2 separate regions of the Gossypium hirsutum genome follow, and region 1 is linked to region 2. A link is a contact called in public Hi-C data. All regions are on one chromosome and are shown on one strand. Each heading gives the region's core, a stretch centred on a gene start, on an enhancer-like site or on the middle of the called end of the contact. The rest is flanking DNA. Distances are from core to core; before and after follow the strand shown.

Region 1 (6,300 bases), core at 2,058-4,557, 170 kb after region 2:
CTCAAAGTGCTCTACAAATCAAGGCTTGCATGCGTTAGAATGTAAGAAAAAAGAAGGCCAACCTCTGGTACCCAAGAATCTTTCCAACCACAAATTGTAGAGTCATCACCTACCGACCACATGATATTCTCACAAAAAAGGGGTCACACCTTAGAAAGGGAACGCCAAAGATGAGAGCATTGATTTCTATGAATAGAATCTGGAAGCTGATTCTTCCAACCATATTTCGAACGAAGGATACGAACCCATAAAGCGTTCTTTCTAGAGACTAGGTTGAACCCAATTTTCATAAGGAATGAATTATTCTGGTTTTGAAGGTGCTGAAACCCAAGGCCTCCACAAGACCTAGGCTGACAAATGGACTCCCATCCTACCAGGGCTGTTTTTGGATGATCAGCAGAACCAGCCCAAATGAACTTCCTTGCAATCCTTTCTATCTCATCACACACACCTTTCAGGATTAACAAGGACTGCATGAAATAGTTTGGGATAGCCAGGAGAACTGATTGGGTGAGAGTGACATGTCCCGTAAATGAGAGTTTCCTAGCTTCCCAATTTTGAAGTTTATGCCTCACTTTATCAATCACAAAATTCAGAGTACTTTTAGTAACACGTTTGTGAAGGAGAGGCACCCCCAGATAACTCCCTAGATTAAGAACTTTTTGAAACCCAAAAAACTAGCTAAGTTGATCACAAATATTGGTATCAACACATTTGGAGAAATACATATTACTTTTCCTTACGTTGATTTTATGCCCAGAAAAGTCACTGAAGTGCTTAAGGATTTCCTTTAACAAAAAAGCTTATTCCAGCTCTACTTTTGCCGAAAATGACAAGATTATCAGCAAAAAAATGAGATAACGCTAACCCTGACCTAGATAACCGAATCGAATGCCACCTACCAACTATGATTTCTGAGCAGATAATATGGCCTAACCATTCCATACAAAGAACGAAAAGATAAGGCGAAAAAGGACACCCTTGTCTAATCCCTCTCACAGGCTTAAAGGATCAAGACGGAACTCCATTCCATAAAATTTGCATAGAGGAAGAAGAAATTGCACCCATAATTACATTTCTGAGAAACACGGGAATCCCAACTGCTACCAGAGTCGCATCGAGAAAATCCCAGCTAATCCTATCATAAGCTTTCTCTAGATCCAACTTGATGGCCATCCAGTTTCTACCAACTCTCCTACTACTCATCGAGTGAATGACTTCTTGCGGAATAATGACATTATTAGAAATGTTACGACCAGCAATAAACCCCGCTTGCTTTGGTGATATATAATTCGGAAACACTACTTTAAATTTATTAGCGATCACCTTCATCACCAATTTATACATCATCGAACAAAGACTAATTGGCTAAAATTAACTGAAATCCTCCGATTGATCTTTCTTCGAAATAAGCACAATTAGAGTGTTGTTAAGATCTTCTTCAATTTTATTACCAACAAAGATTCCCTGAACCCACTCACGAACCGCCCCTCCAACTGAGTCCCACTAACTTTGGAAAAAATACGCATGGAACACATCACTTCATGGAGCTTTCAATGAAGCCATGTTAAAAATGGTCTTCTTTATCTCCTCATTTGAAATTGGCTTTTTTAGAAAATCAATATCTTGCTCCTTAAGGCAGGGAAAGGTATTTGAGGGAAGATTAATCATAGGAGTAGGGATTTCACCATACAGTTTCTCAAAGAACCTGACAGCCTCATCACTAAGAATATTCTGATCAGAACACCAGTCCCCACTACTAATGCGTAATGCCAAAATACGATTGAATTTCTTCCTTTGCATTGTACGACTATGAAAGAACTTCGTATTGCGATCCCCAAATTGGAGCCAATCATACCTAGCCTTTTTCCTTCAAAGAAGTTCCTCATGGTTAAGCACACTTTCCAATTCATCTCGAACTTCCATCTCCAAGTTAACTAAGCTATTGGAGGTCAACCGATCCATGGCCTTTTGAATGCTCGTAAGCGATCTCATAAGCTGTCTTTTGCGCGTGCCTATAAAGCCATATACAGATATGTTCCATTCTTTGACATGTGAGGTAAAATTAGATAAGGAATCATTCATGTTACCTGCAAACCTCCACTTACTAGAGACCAAAGCTATAAAATTCGCATGCTTTGTCCAACCTGTAAGAAACCAAAAAGGCCTCCCTTTGGGAATATTGAATTCAGGATTAGTTTTTAGAAGGATGGGCCTATGATCTGTTTTAATACGTGGAAGATGATAAACAAGACTACCCCAATAGGACGAAATCCAAGTATCATTAGCTAATGCTTGATCAATCCGCTCATGCGTATTACCTTTTTTCCAGGTAAAGGAGGGCCTTATGAATCTAAGGTCCTGCAACAAATAAATTACATCTCTTACCAGTGGAGCGATCACTTCTTTTATCCTTAGGTGAGAGGACAACATTAAATCACCCATAATCAACCAAGGTAAAGGATCGTGAGGTAAAACATCTATTAAATTAGTCCAAGAGACTTCCTCTTAACTCTGTCAGGACTACCACACACAAAAAAGATAAAAAAAAATGAATTAGTGAGTATTGGCATGAACACGAAGAAGCATGAATTGGGGATGATTATGAATAATGCTAATGCAAATATTATCCTTCCAACCAACCCAACCCAGATGCCAACTGAAAAACCAATAGACTCAATGCGGTGAGAAAAGTCAAAACCCAATTTATCAATAATAGAATTAGCTATTTTACCACTAACTCTCGGTTCCAGCAGACACACTATATTCGATTTATGCTCAAAATTATACTCATGAAAAACACGGAGAAATTTGCTACATGCACAACCTTGACAATTCCAAGAAAAAATTGACAAATTTAAATCCATAATAAAAATATACAAGAAAAGAATAAATAAAGCCCCAAGAAACCTTACTGTCAAGAGTTTTAGTAATCATTCCTGAATTCTTTTACCAGCACCTAGGTCTATTGAACCTTAATTAGCACTTCGTAATGTGGAAACAGTCTGAGCCAACCTAGACATAGAAACACTCAAAGGAATTTTAGAAGAATTTTTAATTTTAAAATTATTCTCTTTCCCATGCGTAATTTTGTTTATTTTCCTTGTAGCACGAAAGCCCCCATTTTTACTCCCTAATATTTTCCTCGAACTCCGAATTTTATTAACACCCAAAGCTGAAACAGTGGCCCCCCTCAATTGAGCACCATTAGCTGAATCTTTCTCTTTGAACGATACAACAATATGTCTGATGAGGTTTAAACCACCAGGGGAATGACCTACCTGTACTGCAACCGGCTCTGACAACGAAGAAGTTGACTCGGATGAAAGAGAGGGGCCACCATCTTCACTCACCTCCTGACCTACAAAAAACGGATTAAAGCAAGAAACAGTCGCTGTTGTTGAATTGGAATGGTTAGTGGAAGCTTTAAAAATCTTAGCACCAATCGAAACTTTAAAAATCAGAATAATTCAAAAAAATGAAAAGAACTCTCTGGTTCGTTATTTTGAAGAGCAGACTCTGTGTAATGAAGGTTCGTCACGTTGTTGGGCTGATTCATTGAGCTACTCGATGGGTCCATAACAGCCTTGAGAGCTATTGATCCGGCTGCTCTAATATCTAAAGCAGGCTCAACAGGTGTTCGGCCCACTAAGGCTTTCACTTCTGGATTTCTCCTTTGTGGGTTTAAAAGCCCATCACCTTGATCATATATACTATCTCCCACCGATTGCTCAGTCCTTGTTGACTTAGGGTTGCCCTGTGTCTTAAACCCCTGTTACATAACATTCTCTCCAACCTTCAATTTATTCTTAAAACCAGCCAACTTTCCAGTATCTTCCTTATTTAACTCATCTTTTAGATCAAGCAAAACTTCCATATTAGCCAGAGCATCAAATCGAGAACCCAATTTTCCTTTCTCCGTAAAATCAGTTTTTTTAATATTGTTGTTCCTAGAATTACACCTTCCTTTCCTTTCAACCATAATCCAAGGCCCGTAAACAGCACCTTCTCCTCTGCTTACAGCCTCTGTCAGATTAGTACCCTTCTGATCCTTCCCCACTGCCAGATCCGGTTGTGGCGAAGCACATAGCTCCTTAGCATGTCCGTACGTCCCGCAGGTGAAGCAAATCATAGGCAGCGCTTCATGCTCAACTTTCTGATGTAAACCACTCATAAGAACTTGAGCGACCAGAGGCTTGTCCAGGTTGACATAAACAACCATCTTGGCGAAGTGGCCTCTAATTCTACTATTAGTATTGAAATCTAACCGAACAACCTTTCCTATGGTCTCTCTTATTTCTTCAAGAATTTTCCTTTTGTACAGAAACCCTGGGAGGCCTAGTAACCGTATACAAGCCATCACCATGCTTGGGTATGGTTGTAAGGGATTGAATTCTTTGGTCCAGGGTTGAACAGTCAGATATTGACCATAAATTAGCTAAGGACCTTGCGACAGAACTTTTGCCTAGTCTTCGGTGGACTGAAATTTAGCCAGAAAGTATCCATTCTCTATGTCCATGAGATGGAAAGGCTTGGAGGGATTCCATAAACTATTGATTCGATTATTTAAAGCCCCATACCCAATATTGTTAGATCCTCTCTGAGAAATCAATAGTAGGTATTCCATTAACAATGGATCTGTGAATATCTCCTTCCAAAAATTCCAAATCTTCATTACCACTAGCACCAGAATTATCCAACCCCAACTTATCAGACGCTCCAGATTTATTCCCCAGAAGTTTATCCTTCCAAGATAAAATTTGACTCGGACCAGATTCAACCATCATATTAGTGATTTCCTCACCATTACCCTATTTGAAACGAACTTTCTTTGTATTACGATCTACATCTGTCCGAGAACCATCACCATCCTCAATTTCTTGATGAGAAATGTTATCGCCAGGGTTTAGAGAGATTTCCATCATAAAAGATTGGTAGCTTTTCTTTATTTAATGTATTATTGGATTTGCATGAAATTTAATTCCATTGTTAAAAGTTATTAAAAAAACTTTCGTGAGTAATTTAGTAATAATTACATTTTATATATTTATAGCTATTATTACATATCTATAGCATTAATTACCTAAAAGTTATATAGTCTAATAATATCTTTGTGTCTTTAATAAATAACATGTAATTTGCGATTTTGAGATGTTATCAAATTAGAGATGTTACATATTGCCTTTAATAATTATATAAATTAAAATTTATTTTTAGAAATATTATTTTATATTTACAAAAAATTAGAGATGTTAACATACGTAAAAGTTGTCAAAATGTTAAAAATTACAAAAAAATTAATTAATAATTTATATATTTTAATAAGCATATAAGTATATACTCACAAAAAAACATTGTTAAAATAATACAATTCCTTTAGAATTCTTGTAGGTAGGTAAGTTATTTGTCACATCCCAAAATTAGGGCTAGAAGAAATAGGGATAAAATTTAGAATTTTCATTTTTTAAAGAACATGATAAAAGAGTTAGAATGCCTTAAAAATTATGTGTTAAAATTTAACAAAAATGAGTTTGTTGGTTTAATGGTATAGACTTAGTTGTCCCTTTGATCCTAAGTTTGAAACCCTTTTTGGGCAATCAACCAAAATATTTTTATTTTCATTTTTACCCCATAAAAAGTGCCAATTTACAAAATAGCCCAACCCCAAAACTATTTTTTAATTTAATCCTTAATAATCCTAATTCTACATGAATTCATAAAACCTATTTCAATCAGGGGAAATTAGTATTATAAATAGCTAATCCTTTCAAAACCCTAGAATTTGTATCTAGTGAATTTTTCAAGAAAACTCCCAAAAGTTCTTTTTTCTCCTTCATTGTTAAATCAACTTTCAAGGAAAAGGAGTTAAAAGTTTTCAAAATCAATCCCTTTTCAAGCAGATCGTCGATCTCCTCTCAAAAAATAAAGTTTTTAAGTCTTCAGAACAGGTGTGAAATCAAACTTAAAATCATTGTGTACAACCAGTGTACTAGAAAATAATAAATCAATATAGGTGAACCCCATAGAAATTGTACGTGAACCCTAACTATATACTATGTGAACCATGCATGTTTAGTTAGCTGAACCTTACTAATTTATTATGAGCGAACCTTGTATTTACGAAACCTAGGTGTGCAAACCCAATATGTGCGAACCCTAGTTGTGTGAACCCCTATGTACGAACCATAGGAATGTGAACCCAGATGTGTTAACCCTAATGTGTAGATCTCTAAGGTGTCAACCCTGTAGGTACGAACCCTATGTGGAAACCCTGATATGCAAACCCTATATGTTGTTTAG
Region 2 (5,747 bases), core at 2,947-5,446:
AAAGTTTTTTCCTATACATTCTCTGTGGAAACAATACTCGATTCTTATCTCTATTACTTACCAGGGTTGTGTATACTTACACATATTCATTGTTCCATTAAATTATCTCTTTCTAAAATTAAATTTAAATAACCCTTAAATATATAAAAATAATAAAAATATACCATTTTCTCTTTTTTTTTTAAATGATAAACTTAAAAAGCTATATGAATTTTTTTAAATATGAATTTTTTTATTTAAGGAAATTTCTTGAGATATTTTATATATTTTTAAAACCTATTTAATTTTAATTTTAAAAAGGGACAAATGTAAATAAATAAAAAATTTAAAAACATTTAATCGGCCGCACTTATGACAACCCCTTTTTTCTTCCAACCTTTAATGTTTTATAAAATCACTTAAATACGGGTGATACCATAAATGACAACTGCACACCCAGATGTCAACAGCAGCACCAAAGTTCACTGTTTAAAAGGATTTTTTTTTTTACAAATGAGTATTTTTGTAAATAATTAATTTATTTAAGTTATTTCCGAAAAGAAACCCCAAGATAAATATTATGTGGTAAGTAATGCACGGTAGCAATACCATGCCAAAACAAATACGTGGGGTCCTAAGCTAAAATTATTTCAAAATTATAATGGAAGGACTTACCTCATTCCTACTGCGACCTAAGTCTAACTCATCGCGATGCTTAAAAATAGCTAGCTTGCATATGAACTTAGCAAGAAAAGAAGATAATGTTGACAAGACATCTTTATTTTCTCTCCTTTGTTTTTCCTTTTTTTGAAACCCACATACTAAACTTGCTCAGATATGAGTTCAAAGATCTCCAATGACCCTCCAAATATATGAAATAATTTTAAAAGAAAAGAAAAAAGCATCATGTAAACAGTAATTTTCCATGTTCCTCGAATAAAACGTGGTCATCAATTGCCTCCCACTTGTCTCTTCCATGAGTCTTCCACAATCAACTCATCAACTCCCCAGTCTTCATAACTGAAATGTTTTATCAAATGTTAATCCATCAGATATGCTAAAAAGAAAGCGAGTAAACAAAGGCATGAATGATCACAATCACCAAATGTCACCCCACCCCTGTTTCCCTCCTTTACTTTCCACTCTTCCCCCAAAGTACAAAGCAAAACTACCACACAAGGGCCTGATGTTCCATTGATCTTACATAGAACACAATTTTTATTTTTCACGACAAAATCTCACCTCCCACCAGGCAAGTACCGACGAATGGTGAAGGGGATTTTCCGCTCCTGAAGCTCCTTCATGGCAATCTAAACAAACAAAATAAATAGAGTCAGCAATGAAATATTAGGCTGTTGGAAAAATGGCATGGAGTATTCTCACCAATCATGTAATGTAGATCAGAAAGAGAAAGAAAGTGACTACAAGCAACTTGCTTATAAGTTTAAAATTGTCAAAGCCAAGCATGAGATATTAGAAACAAAGTGGGTGAACCGAGTAAAGAAGATAGATTAGAACTTTTTCGACAAGCAAAGCAACAGCTAAAATGTGAAAAACAAGGAAAAGCACATGATTGAAATTGAATCAACAATGCTTTCAAACTGAACAAGATGCAAAATGAGAATAAAACCAGCGCCAAATTTGTTGTTTATTTGATTGAGGAATTAAGATATTGGATGCTTGCCTATCGAATTTTCTGAGCAAAGAGTTGAACAAGCTACATGCTGCAACTGGTCAATATCACAGTACTAAACAAGATACAAGGGATCACTGTGAATGTTGTTGGCAGTGTTGTGTGTGCAAGTATTTATATATAGATTGATAAACTATTATTATATAAATTAGATTATAGCACACTCACGGTTTGGGTGAAAAAAAGTTTATATAAAAATCAAATGAAGTTTTAGTTAAAATGGTAAAGTTAAAGATTTAATATTCATTATGTCTTAGATTCAAATCTTACCATGTGCAAGATTTTATTGATTTTATTTTAAAAAATTATATATATAAACAAAATCACCCTCATAATAACATAACTTACATTTGGGTAATACGAATAGATACTTCTTCAACAGAGCTACATAATACCCTCCAACGCCAGGTTGAAGAAATAGTAATCCCTCAATAGTTACTTTTAGGGGTGCGGTTGGTTGGGTGAAAAAGTAGAGGGATAAGAGGAGGGAGTGAAAAACTGGAAAGAAAGTAAATTTTGAGTGTACTTGGTTGGAAAGAAAAGCAAGAGGAAAGAAAATAGGAAAGGTGATTATTTTCGCTCCTAATGCATAAAAATCAATCATCCTAAATTGAAATGATGAGAGGAGAGAAACTGAGAGGGATGTGCAATGTTAGTTCAAAATTATGTATTTTCCAAATGTTTTATTTTCTTTACTTCCAATTTTCAACTCTACCAAGCAATGGATGGAAAGAAAAATAATTTTAAAAATAATTTTCTTTTCAGTTTTCCATCTCTCCTACCAAGCACACCTATGGAAAGAAAAATTATGTTTTTCATCCTTCTAGCTTTCCACCCCTTCAATTTTCCATCCTTCCAATTTTCTTTCCACCCTACCAAGCAAAACCTTAAGGCTATTTAGCACTGCTTTTGAAAATTACTGTAGAAAAATGCTTCTGAAAATTGTGTTTTAAAATTTCAAGTGTTCAGCATTGCTATCAAAAAGTGATGTGAAAGGTTTTAATGTCAATTTTAGACACAACTTTGTGAAGTAAAAATATGTTAATTTAAATAATTTTCAAATTCCTTAATATTATGATATATCACATATCATATTAAAATAAATTTAACCAATTAATATAAATTGTTTTTAAATTTTAGTTTCAATATATAAATAATATTTTTTATATTTAATTCACATACATAACTTCTATAAAATAATAAAAAATTCGTAAGTAGAAAAATAATTGAATCAAATGCAAAGTATCTTACTTCCCCATGTCTTTATTATTAATTATTATTATCACAATTCTCTACAAATCATCAGCCAAACATGAATATGGAAGCCCAGTTTCCTATACAATGTAAAAACTCATTTACAACAATAAATAAACAAGATGAAATAGAGAACCCAATGTTCATTTTATGCGTATCGATACTCAGAACTTGTATTGTCAAAAGTGGCAATCTCAAATAAGTATTCGACAGGTTTAATACCAAGCTAACCCACAGTTTTATCAACTTTCTATATAGAAGAATATAACAAAGAAGCAGTGCAAGACAGGAAATGTAGTAAAAAACTTAGGCTTACCTCAAGCGGGTCAGTCTCACCCTCCAACTCAACCATTACTGGTGCATTCATGCTGCTCAGAAGAAAAGGTTAAAGCATTGGAAACGCAATAAAAGAATCTAAAGCTTATTAAGTTCACCTGATTTGCAGGGCACGTGTACCCAAGATTCTAGCACGCTCATATTTGGTCATGTACTTTGATGTTTTGCGACAAATTTTGTCATTAGCATCTTCGTCTTCTTTTTCTTCAGTTTCAACAGGATCGACGGGAACATCGTCATTGTTATTGTTTTCCACCTCCTCCTCGGCTCCTTCCTGTCCACCTAAAAAAATAAAAAAAATAAAAACAATTCATTAGACAGTAAATAACCTTATCGCTCACGTTGAATTTCTGTTTTGCAAACAATGTAAAGTATTTTTTTAAGAAAACGAAATTGGATTCTCACTTCAATCTCAGGCTCTGGTGGCTCATCCTCATATCTGTAGCAACAATTTCAGCAATACAGGCTTAAGTTTTTGGGAATCAAAACACACAGAGTCAAAATGCTGTAATTTCAACAATAAAGACAACAGCAAACCAGAGATAGGGCAAACACTTCACCCTCAGTTCGGCTGCTTAGAAAAGTATAGGTTCCAAAGAGAAAAATACCCGTTCCCAACGAGAAAATCAAGAAAAAAAAACCATTGGTTTCCCAAGATTCCTTAACGGTAGAAAAAGAAAATAAAAGGCCCAATTCTGGGATTTCCTTTATTAATCCGAACTTCAACAGAAACTACAAACTCCAATCGTCGCAATCGATAAAGAAATAATGAAAACAGAGAAAGAGAGAGAACCCCATGTCCATGTCATTATAATCGTCGTCCGCCATTGTTGATTTGTAAAAGCAACTTTGATAAGTGTTTATTGTTGAGGATTCTTGCGCGAAGCTTTACTTCTTTTCCAAAGCCCTAATCAGAACATTTATGTCAAATAAAAGTTAAAACTCGTTTAACTTTTGACCAAAACAGCCGTTTAACTTAATTAAGAATAAGGCCCTGAGATTTCTTAAAATATCATTTATTACCCTTGGCTTCTATGAAAATTGCCTATGCACCCTTTTTCAGGTCAGTTTCGTAATGTTAACAATGGATTTTTTTGACAATCTCGGTTTGGAGTGTGTCAAAAAGTCTAATTTATTAATTTTGGTATTAATATAAAAAAATTGTGGTGGTCTATTTTAGATATTATATTGAAAATTAAAAAATAAATAATATTTAAATAAGCTGATATAATCATACATAAAAGTTATATTTTAAATACTTTGTAATAATTAATAAATTATTTGTATATTTAATTATAAATAAAATATTTTAAAAGTTTAAATATAATAATAAATCATATTTAAATAATTTATTATAATATATATAATTAAATTGATCTAAATTTTTAAATAGATTTTAAATAATTAATACAAATAATTATATTATTATAATTTACACTTCAAAGCACAAAAGTCAAAAGATCATAAAGTTAAAAAACAGCTAAACTCAACTTTTACATTCCACACTTCAACCTTCAAAAATCAATGTTTGACATTGTTTTCGAGTTGAAAAACACTTTTTCACCCTTAATTAAAAGTATTGTCAAACGAAACCTCATGATAATATTTTTATTATTTTTATATAACATTTATATGCACGTGTACAATTTTTTATAATATTATCTACATCGAATCAGATCAATTAATTCAATCTAAAGTAAACAAGTCAGACAAAAAAAATATGAATCGAGATAAATAGGAACCAAACACTGAAAACACCGCCGAAATCTTGTACAACTAGAAATTAAAAGTTCAACCTTTGCAGCGTGTTTGGTTCGCTGTAATGGGTATGCAATTACCCATTTATTCCACGCGCCCCACCTAATCCCGTGTTTGGTTCGCTGTAATGCCTATTACGCGCCTATTACATTACTGACCTAATCCCCAAATTCTCTGCTTTTGTATTCCCTTCCCAAAACGATGATTAGCCCTATTACGGACGTCTTCCCAAATCAGTCTCTGTTTTACCCTCCCTCCCTACCCGAAATCGACCTCCACCCTCTCCCTCCCAACATCAACAGAAGCTGCCAGCAAAGTCACCTCCACCGTCATATTGTCATCTTTCGCCGACTCCACCGTCTCAGATCTCTGGCCCAATTGTTTCGGCAAGTCCTTCTTCTCTTTTTTTTACTTAATCCGAATTTTTATTTTCTTCCTCATGATTTGGGTGTATGCTTGTGCTGTTTTGAAATATTTGATTTTAGTTGTGCAAAGCCTAATGCTTAGCTAAGGGCACTCACGAGATTTCCCTCTTTTCTCTTGTTGCAATAATGAGTTGCTTTCTTTCAATACCACAAATCATCACAACAGATATCCTTCCATTTGTTTCCTAGACCATTAATCAAGTTATTAGTGTCCTATGTATGTAGGTCCTTTGATTGCTACAGTCCTGTAACATCCCAAATACCATTAGATTTTTCAGATGAAAAAACACAAACTTTCTTCC

Evidence for each region. A called contact is a pair of places that touch in the nucleus more often than the background predicts.
Region 1: a contact with region 2 is called in a Hi-C map of leaf, with 1.7 times the contacts expected there. The contact joins the enhancer-like site here to the promoter of LOC121219797 in region 2. A contact is called at or near these places in 5 of 34 Hi-C or Micro-C datasets (hypocotyl, leaf and petal).

What each region holds. Positions count from the first base shown.
Region 1 is chrD08:35,071,869-35,078,168 of Gossypium_hirsutum_v2.1, forward strand. No RefSeq gene overlaps it. Among protein-coding and RNA genes, the nearest start is that of LOC121220327, 41 kb to the right of the region's middle. Within about 2 kb of position 3,308, at least 9 of the 9 cell types and tissues checked have an H3K27ac peak or open chromatin away from gene starts, as enhancers often do. A contact at or near this core is called in hypocotyl and leaf, where this site is marked.
Region 2 is chrD08:34,899,100-34,904,846 of Gossypium_hirsutum_v2.1, forward strand. It overlaps LOC121219797 (DNA-directed RNA polymerases II and V subunit 6B), which reads right to left and starts at 4,197. Exons shown (of 6, transcript XM_041098153.1): 1 at 4,056-4,197; 2 at 3,668-3,701; 3 at 3,361-3,536; 4 at 3,243-3,294; 5 at 1,222-1,289; 6 at 739-999. The coding sequence starts at 4,090. The coding sequence ends at 930.